Regions from separate parts of the Gossypium hirsutum genome. Here region 2 is linked to region 1. A link is a contact called in public Hi-C data. All regions are on one chromosome and are shown on one strand. The core of a region is the stretch at or near the end of the contact, and the rest is flanking DNA. Distances in the headings are between cores, read along the strand shown. Region 1 holds the start of LOC107892259 (40S ribosomal protein S17). Region 2 holds the start of LOC107892253 (nuclear pore complex protein GP210).

Region 1 (4,527 bases), core at 625-3,124:
TTCTATTAGTTCTCATACCCATGGTAAGATATACACAACTTTAACAGTTGAAGCAACATAGATGTAACTACTGCCTAGAACGAAATGAAATAACTTCACCACCTAACCTTCCCAACCCAAAAAGAATCAGACTCAGATAACCCTAACCTCATATGACCCTTAACTCGAAACTAATCTGAAACTAAAACAACCCGAAATGATCCGAACACAAACTGCAAGAGAAAAGAAAGAGAGAATCCAGGGGTTGAAATAACACAGGAACCTCCATTAGATGACTAAGCTAATCTATCATTGTCTGATCTACTCTAAAGAAACGCAAGAGATAAAATGCAAGTATTTGCAGAGAGAGAACAAACAAGAAATAAGGAAGAAGAAAATGCCGAAGCTCTACCGCTAATCTACAAACAGTTACATGAATGCATTATAAGGTTGTGAACTTTCCAAGAATTATAATCATAGATGTATACACAAAATTGAGTTCATTAACGACTTCTAAAGACACATTCCAGTTCAAAACTTCCAATGTTACAAACTCAACCACTAATTAAAATAAGTGATAAATCTGCTAGCAGATGTGAGAAACCAAATTGGTTTGTGTTTTTTCGGTATTTATTCATGTTCAAATCCAACCATGATCAGGAAATACAAAGATAAAAAGAAAGATATGAGCCCAAGGATTATGCAAGTTGGCTTAATGAAAAACCCACCATTTCCATGGATGCCTTTCCCACAGCACAAAGAATACAACTTTAAAATTGAACCATACAATCTTTTAGTTCCTTGCTCACAATTGCCATTAAAAATTGCAGAACATGAACATGTGATTGAAAACAAAATAACCAGAATTGGGATTCTTTACCTCAACCTTTCATCTAATGAATAAAATCCCAAAATTGGAATCGAAAATGGGGCGTTATTCTCAAATTCACCATTTCAATCAATCAACATAATACCTCAGTATACAAAAATGAAATTCAAAGAAAAAATAAAATAAATGGCAATCAACAATCGCAGAAACTAAAAAGATTCTCATTTCAAATGCTTTTAAAAAGAAAGCGCACATCAAACTCAACAAATTCCAGTACCATTTAACATAAAAACTAATATTGTTCCAACAAGAAACACAAAATTTAAATACTACCCAAAAAATAAAACATAATGAACTTAAAATTAAGAACCCATCAAATAGACGGACACTAACCAATTAAAACCTCCTTCCGGGTCCACCACCACGGCCGAACCCGATTTGAGGAACAACGGCGACTGGATCAACCTTAACAATCCCCGGAATATCAGACATCCCAAGAACCGAAAGCATATCAAGAGTTTCCTTATCAACTTCGATTTGGTCGACCTTGATGGCCGATTCATCGGGGACGAAATCCATGCGGCGCTCACGCTCTTCCTCTTGGAGCTTCAAGGAAATGCCGCGAACCGGACCCCTCTGGATCCGTTTCATCAAATGGGTCGAGAAGCCGGCAATCTTGTTGCGGAGCCTCTTGGATGGGATAATGGCAACTTCTTCGATGATCTTCTTGTTAGTGTGGAAATCGAGGGTCATGCGAGAGTAGTAGCGCTCGATGACCTGACGGGAGGATTTCTTCACTGTTTTGGTACGGACGCGGCCCATTGCTTGGATCTGCGGCGGCGGCGGTGGCGGCGGGGGAGAGTTGGGCGGGGATTTGCGGAGGTGGAAGAGCAATGAAGGGCTAGGGTTTTCAGAGTGCGAAAGTAGGGTTCATATATATGGGTGATGAAATTTTTGAGCCCTTTCTATAAAGGGTAAAAGTGCAACGAATTTTCTTTTTCATTTTTAGGGTGAACTCATTGTGACTCTAAAATATGGCTTTTGATTATTCTATTTTTTTTTAATTTACTCAAGAAAATTTGTGTAAATTGTTCACTTTGTTAAAATTTCTGTTTTCTAACATATTGTTGACATTAGCACATTGAGTGACTAACACGTGGTATTTTTTGTTGACTTTTGACTAAAGTTTAGGGATCTCTTTATAATTAGTCTAAAAGTTTTTCCCAACTTTAGTCAAAAGTCAACAAAAAAGTATCACGTGTTAGTCACTCAATGTGCTAATATGCCACATCAACAATCCCTTAAAAAAACAAAAAATTTAACCGTAGTGACAATTCACACAATTATCTTATTTAGAGTGACTAAATTGAGAAAAAAAATGGAGTGGTCAAAATAGGACAGATCTTATTTTAGAATGACCATGGGCGTAATTTACCATTATTCTTATTATTAATATACCTGGATTTGTTATAGTCCCCCCTATAATACTCCAATCGCCCCATGAATTGGTTATTCCTAAACGAGTCATGAAGGGTATAACGAACATACCTTGTCTCCACATTGGATAAAGAACGGGATCGAAGGGATCAAAAACGGCTAATTCATATAGGGCCATTGAACCGGCCCAACCAACAATCAGAGCCGTATGCATTATATGAATTAGCTGTTTTTGATCTCTCCGATCCCATTATTGATTCAATGTGGAGGCAAGGTATGTTTGTTATACCCTTTATGACTCGTTTAGGAATTTTAGGAGGCAGTTGGAGTATTACTGGGGGGTTATTGAGTTAATTGCACTATGCATCCCCAAACCATGACCCTTATTTTAAATTGGTCCCTAAACTTCAAATCATTCTAATTACATCCCAACCTATTAAGATTATATCAATTAGATCTTTTTGTTACTAAAATTGTTAATTTAGCTGTTAAACTATATGTGAGATCGTATTTGACATAGTTTAAAATGAATATTGTAAAAATAGATCTTGTAAAAATATTTGTTTTGAGGTTTTCGAAGCTTTTACAAAGGCTTTGTCATTCACTTTCTCTTTTTTCAATTTTACTTTATTTCTAGTTTTTACTTTTAAAAGTTATGCGGCAATGTTTTTTTCTAAAAAAATTCATTTTAAATTTAGCTGCATATGATTTGTTATGTCATTTAATTATTAATTAACAATTTTAATAATGAAAGAACCTAATTAATATAACATCAATAATTCAGAGATGTAATTAGAATATTTTAAATTTAAAGACTAGTTTAAAATAACAGTCATAATTTGAGGATGTTTAGTTCAATTAATTCATTAATATTTAATTAAAATTTGTTAACTAATTGTACGGAGAAATGTGTGATTTAGCTCTATTTTTCTGCTGAATCCAAATTTCATTATTGTAATTGGACTCGTTCATAGATCTACACTTTATATATATATAAAAATAAAAACTTCCTAAGTTTAAATTTGATTTATTTTTACTGTTTATATATTAATATTATATATTTTTATAATTAAATTTAAATAAAAACATTTTTAAGCTTAATATCTCTTTTGACCTCTATATTATAACTAAATTATCATTTTGATACTTTATATAATTTTTTTTTATCAATTTGACCTCTATACTATCATTTTGTATATTCTATTATCATTTTTTTTTACTAAATGCATGGTAGACTTTGGGTTTTTTTTTTTGGCATATTTATATCCTTTTAAGGTAATTTTTAGAAATCCACTTAATAATTACTTCTAATTACACAAAAGTGGTATGTTTGGATAACCACTATAATTGATGAGTCCTACCAAATTGGGTATAATTAAAGCATCCCAATTACACATTTCAATTCTTAAGGGGAGGGTGACAATTGAAGTATTTACGTAGGTAATTATACAAATACCCAATTTTAAAATTATATTATAAGTATGAACATGTATGAGAGCTTGGGATGGCTATGGAAAAATTCTTATATTATAAATCATAAAAAGTTATATTATAAAAATAACGTGTATTTTGTAAAGTTATAACAACAAATTATATTATTTGAATCTTAGAAGATTTCTAAAGTTATGGTAAAAAAATTATTATAAAAAATAATTCACATGTTGTAAAAGTATTATAATATATTTATTTTAAAAGATTATGGCCAAAAAGCATGGACACAGGCTCGGCCTTGGAGGTAGTTTGGGTGTGTGGCCGCTCAAGGCCAAGGCTGAAAGGGGCCCAAAAAAATTCCAGCTTTTAACATGGAATAAAATTTTCAACCTTTTAAGTTTTTCGACGGATACTTCATTAGAGGCAGGCAAAAAAAAAAAAGAAAAAGGGCCCCATTTTTTTGTTACTAGTATATGTTTTTATTTTATTGTATTAAATTTTCACAATTTATTGTTTCGCCTAGGGTCCAAAAATATCAAGAATAAGCCTGTATAGACATAACTTATTTATGTGTCCATACTATATATTATATAAATAATATACATATTCATAAAAGAATCTTATAGTTTTTTTATTATAATTTATTTATAAAATATAACTTTCAAAAGTTATGAAAAAATATATTATTTATAAGAAGTATTATGAAGGTTTTAGTCAATTTATATTTTTTTTATAAAAGTTATATATTATAAATTTTATATTATTTTTATTTAATTTACGTATTATAAAAAGATATAACCCAACAGAAGTTTTTATCTAAATTAAGTTTATATAAGTTTTTATAATTAAAG
Region 2 (4,527 bases), core at 893-3,392, 180 kb before region 1:
CAAACCAAAAAGTTCTTGATGTTAACATAGCTCAACTATATCAATGGATAACAGAAATAACCCATAAGGTACCTCAGTAATGTAGATTTCCTGTGCATATGGACCCCGAGAAAAAACCTTGAGTTGAATGAGGTATTGTTTTCCAGAAACAACATACCAACGTGCCATAGGTGGAATGGGTTCCATTCCTTCTATTGGATCACCGGAAGCAGAAAATAGTGATATGTACATAGACAAGGTATCTGGCAAGACCACCTTAAGAGATGACATCTGACTATGGCCATCGACTCTAGTATCTTCAACAATGACAGTTGTTTCACCCAATGTTAGCGCATGAATGACACCCATCGTAGAGTCCATTTCAGCAACTGAACTGTTTGTGACAGACCATCGATGATGCGGCGATGGAAGAGATACCTCTGCAAATACCAGTTGAAAGATACTTAGTCTTTTCCTAAGAATATCAATCAATGCAACAAAAATAGCCAGTTTACTCCAAATGGACTTGACAGCATAAAGAAACACCCATCAATTCAATTACTAGAACATGTTAATGAAGGGATTCAGAAAAGAAAACCTTGAGGAACATTCTCACGGATAACCTTAAGACTATAATGGAGAGTAGCCTTAATGAGGACGAAAACAGGTGACGGTGGATATAGTGACATAGCTTCTGCAACAGTTAGAACAATCTTATCACCCATGCCCTTTAACGGTGGCTCAAGCAATTGTACTGAAACATTCTCATGGCCAATATGAATGCCTTTTACAACAAATAAATCTGAAAATACACCCTGCAGCATATATTACAGAATAAGTTTCGATTTAATGCAAGATTACAAGTCAACTCATTACTACAGAAACTGTACCACACAATTACCTTTTCTTCAAGTTTTATCTGGATATCTAAGTCACCACACAGTCCACCACAGTCACTTAAGGGAGAATCCTTCAAAGGAACATGGGCAAGGTGATGACTCAACCCACTAGTTTTTGGCATCAGCTTCCACATGAATTGTAAACCCACCAATGATGAAAACACATTGTCTGGAATACAAGTAAAAAGTGAAGATAATAAACCATAATATATATACACACACAAAAACCAAAAAATAAACAATAAGAGTGAATGTTCTTCGATATAAGCTAAAAGTAACATAATGCTAACTTAGTTGTCTTCACCACTGGCTGACATGCTTCGTTACAATTTACTTAATAAAATGTTGCAATAAAAAAATCATAATTAACTAACAAATGACCAAAATCAAAAAATTACGATCTCTTTCCATATAAAACTAAAATCATGCACATAGTTATTCGAATAATTTTTTTTGTAAATTACTAATTCTTCGGTATCATTCTTTTCTTTAAGTAAGAAAAGCAATAATCAAACGAAGTGAATGTTAGTCTATTCGTGTGTGTGTGTGTGTGTGTGTGTGTGTGTTCCTAATTTTTGAAATTACCTTCAGTATCAAAGGCACGAACTCGGAGAGTAGCGAGTCCATCAAGATCAAGCTTAATAGAATTATGAAATATTTGAATTCTATCAAAATTATCAATGAAAACCTTGCACCGGATCACGGTTCCAGTGTGCACGTCCCTAGCGTAAACCGCAGTTTCTTTTCTACCGGAGTACGGCGCAATCGATCTCAGCCGTGCACTTGTCGAGCAATGATTGGTCACATTATACTCCGGCAGAACTGATAAAATCTCATGATGGTCCCACGACCTGAAAAAACCGTGATAAAAAAAAAGTCATACGTTTTCGAATTCGTAGAAATATACGTAATGTTTTCAAATGTACGGAGAAAGCACCATTTGAAACAACCGTCGCTTCCTTGAAGCCGATATTCGACGGGGTTCGTCATTTTCGGAGGTAAAAGTATGTTGACGTCAGCTATGTGAGGACCAGAGCTCGAATGCAACGCCGTTCCGATCACCGCCGTTAACGAAACAGTGGAAAAAAGACAAAAAATGAAGCGAATCATCTTTGACATCGACGTTTTTGCTAAAGCCAGAGCTAGGGAAGCTTGCGCATAGTAAAAGATTTAGTGACAGTTGAGCTCTTTTGAAGGAGGAGGAGGAAGCCCTAAGCAGCAACAGCAGAGAAGTTTAAGAGGGGGTTTAGAGGAAGGGGGGAGCGGTGGGAGTACGTGGCGGGAGATGATTGGTGGTAATAAAAAAGGAGGTAGTTTTATATTTTGGTACCAATAGGGATGTTGCTTGTCACGTGGTTTACGACTTGGTATCAGTTTGTTCGTCGTTTAAATTGTAAAAGTGGCTTTTATCTACTAGTCGTTTTGCTAAGGAGTCGCCGTCCATGCTTCTTTAGGGTTTGACTGTTGAAAAATATTGCTACCTTTTTGCGCATACCAATGTTTTAGATGATCAATTTGAGGGGTGCTGGGTGATTTTCAGTTCACTCCATTCCCGGTTTTCCGAATTCCCAGTTTTCCAATAATCAAATGTATAAAAGTGACTAAAATCTTTGTTTGCTCCTTATGACTGAGTTGCTAAAAAATCCAATAAAAAATTTATATGGATGGTGTTATTTAAATCAATAAAATATTAATTTTATTATTAAATTAAAATTTTATTTTAATATAATATGATATTTAAATTTTAATTGTATTATACATATTTTATTTTAGTATAATATTTACATTTTAATTTTGTACATATTTTACATGTTATTATTAAAGTAAATTGCACAAATGATCATTTAACTATTAGAAATTTTTATTTTAAATATTCAAAAATAAAAAATTTGTAATTTAGATACTCACATTACATAATTCGATCATTTTAATCACTTACGTTAAAATTATTTTATTATTTATTATATATTATTTTAATCTAACAATTGTATTCTAAAATGGTAGTTTACATTTTTATACACATTTCATAGAATTTAATAGGATTAACAAATCTGCATGTAACGTGAACCAAGTTTATACAAACTTTATACAAGAATCTTGCTTTTCTTTTTCCTTTTCTTTTTAAGCTCGAGAATCCAACTTTTAACCACCCCCCCCTTAAATTAAAAATATTATTTTAATCATGATAACGCTTTTCAATTTTTTTTAATTTTTTATTTATCAAAATACTCATTCCTATAATATATACTAGTTTCATGTCGCGTAAATTGTTTGTGATTTTACATGTTTATTTTTAAATTTTATTAAATAATATAGTTTTTATAAATTTTTTAAAATATATATTTAGTAATTAAATGAAAATTTATCTAATTTATAATAAAAGTCTATTAATTTTAAAAAATATTTGAAATAATAAAATAACATTTTAAAGTAATAAAAAAAAAATGTGAAACAATTGATAGTAAAATATTAAGTAATTAAATAAAATAATCAATGGCGAGCAACATAATATTATTAAAATCACAACATAATAACAAATAGCATTATCAATAAACAATGCCATTTTACACAGAACCATTATTGTATTACTTCATTGTCTTTGATGTAATATTTTATAATTACAGTAGTAAACAATATTCACAATTATGTAAATATTATTAAAATCATATATTAGTAAAACTGTCAAATATCAAATAATAATAACTAAACATCTCAAATAATAAAGAAAATTATATTTTTTTGTAATGAAAAGAAAATCTATTAAATAATACTAAAATATCATTTTTTCAGTAATTCTTTAAATGTTATTTTGAACTAAAATGTCTTACTAATACACATATTTATAGTGTTAAATATTGATTTTAATCGGTATATAATCGTAACAATAATTAAGTGATAATTAATCTAAAATAATAAGTGTACTTTAATATGAGTCCAAAGTCTAATTAAGTAATAACAACTATTTCATTGATAATAAAAATATTATTAATAAAATAATAATTTTAAAATAATTATGTAATATAATTATAATTATTATTTGTATTAATAATTTATTGTGATTGTAATTTTATATTCAAGATAATACAAAATACTAATTCTTACTTGATTTTTTTTATCTTAATTTCTCAAATTGATATGAGTCATACTATTTGTCGAGTCAAGATTTGTGTTGAATCAAATCAATTTGGTAAGATGCAATTGATATTTATAAAAAATTTAATATTTAATTTAATTATAAAATATATTTATTTTTTTTTGAGTTTTGACATATAAGTTAAGAATAAATAAATAAATTTATACATTAATGATTAGATTACCAATATATTGATGTTATCTATTATATATTAGATTTCCAATATATTAATATTATATATATAATGTTAATATCACACATTTAATTTTTATTAATTATAAGAAATTGATTTTTGTTATAAAATAAAAGACAGATAATATAGAACAAATAGGATAGGAGAGTAAAGAGAGAATGTATTTTTATTTATCAATTAGGATATCTACAAAACTTTTCCAAAGTTTTTATTTATAGGCATAAGAAGTATAAATAAAGTATAGATCTACTTCTAATCACTACTAGAATTTAAAGTACATCAAAACTTATCTTGATCTTAATGGACATCCACTTAATAAGATA

What was found. Hi-C and Micro-C count contacts between places; a contact is called where the count stands out from the background.
Region 2: a Hi-C map of leaf shows a contact between it and region 1, with 2.3 times the contacts expected there. The contact joins the promoter of LOC107892253 here to the promoter of LOC107892259 in region 1. A contact is called at or near these places in 9 of 34 Hi-C or Micro-C datasets (anther, callus, leaf and 1 more).

Annotation. Positions count from the first base shown.
Region 1 is chrD09:9,305,958-9,310,484 of Gossypium_hirsutum_v2.1, reverse strand. It overlaps LOC107892259 (40S ribosomal protein S17), which reads right to left and starts at 1,874. Exons shown (of 1, transcript XM_041101674.1): 1 at 1,009-1,874. The coding sequence starts at 1,630. The coding sequence ends at 1,205.
Region 2 is chrD09:9,487,739-9,492,265 of Gossypium_hirsutum_v2.1, reverse strand. It overlaps LOC107892253 (nuclear pore complex protein GP210), which reads right to left and starts at 2,142. Exons shown (of 36, transcript XM_016817277.2): 1 at 1,816-2,142; 2 at 1,464-1,729; 3 at 881-1,047; 4 at 578-794; 5 at 73-419. The coding sequence starts at 1,997.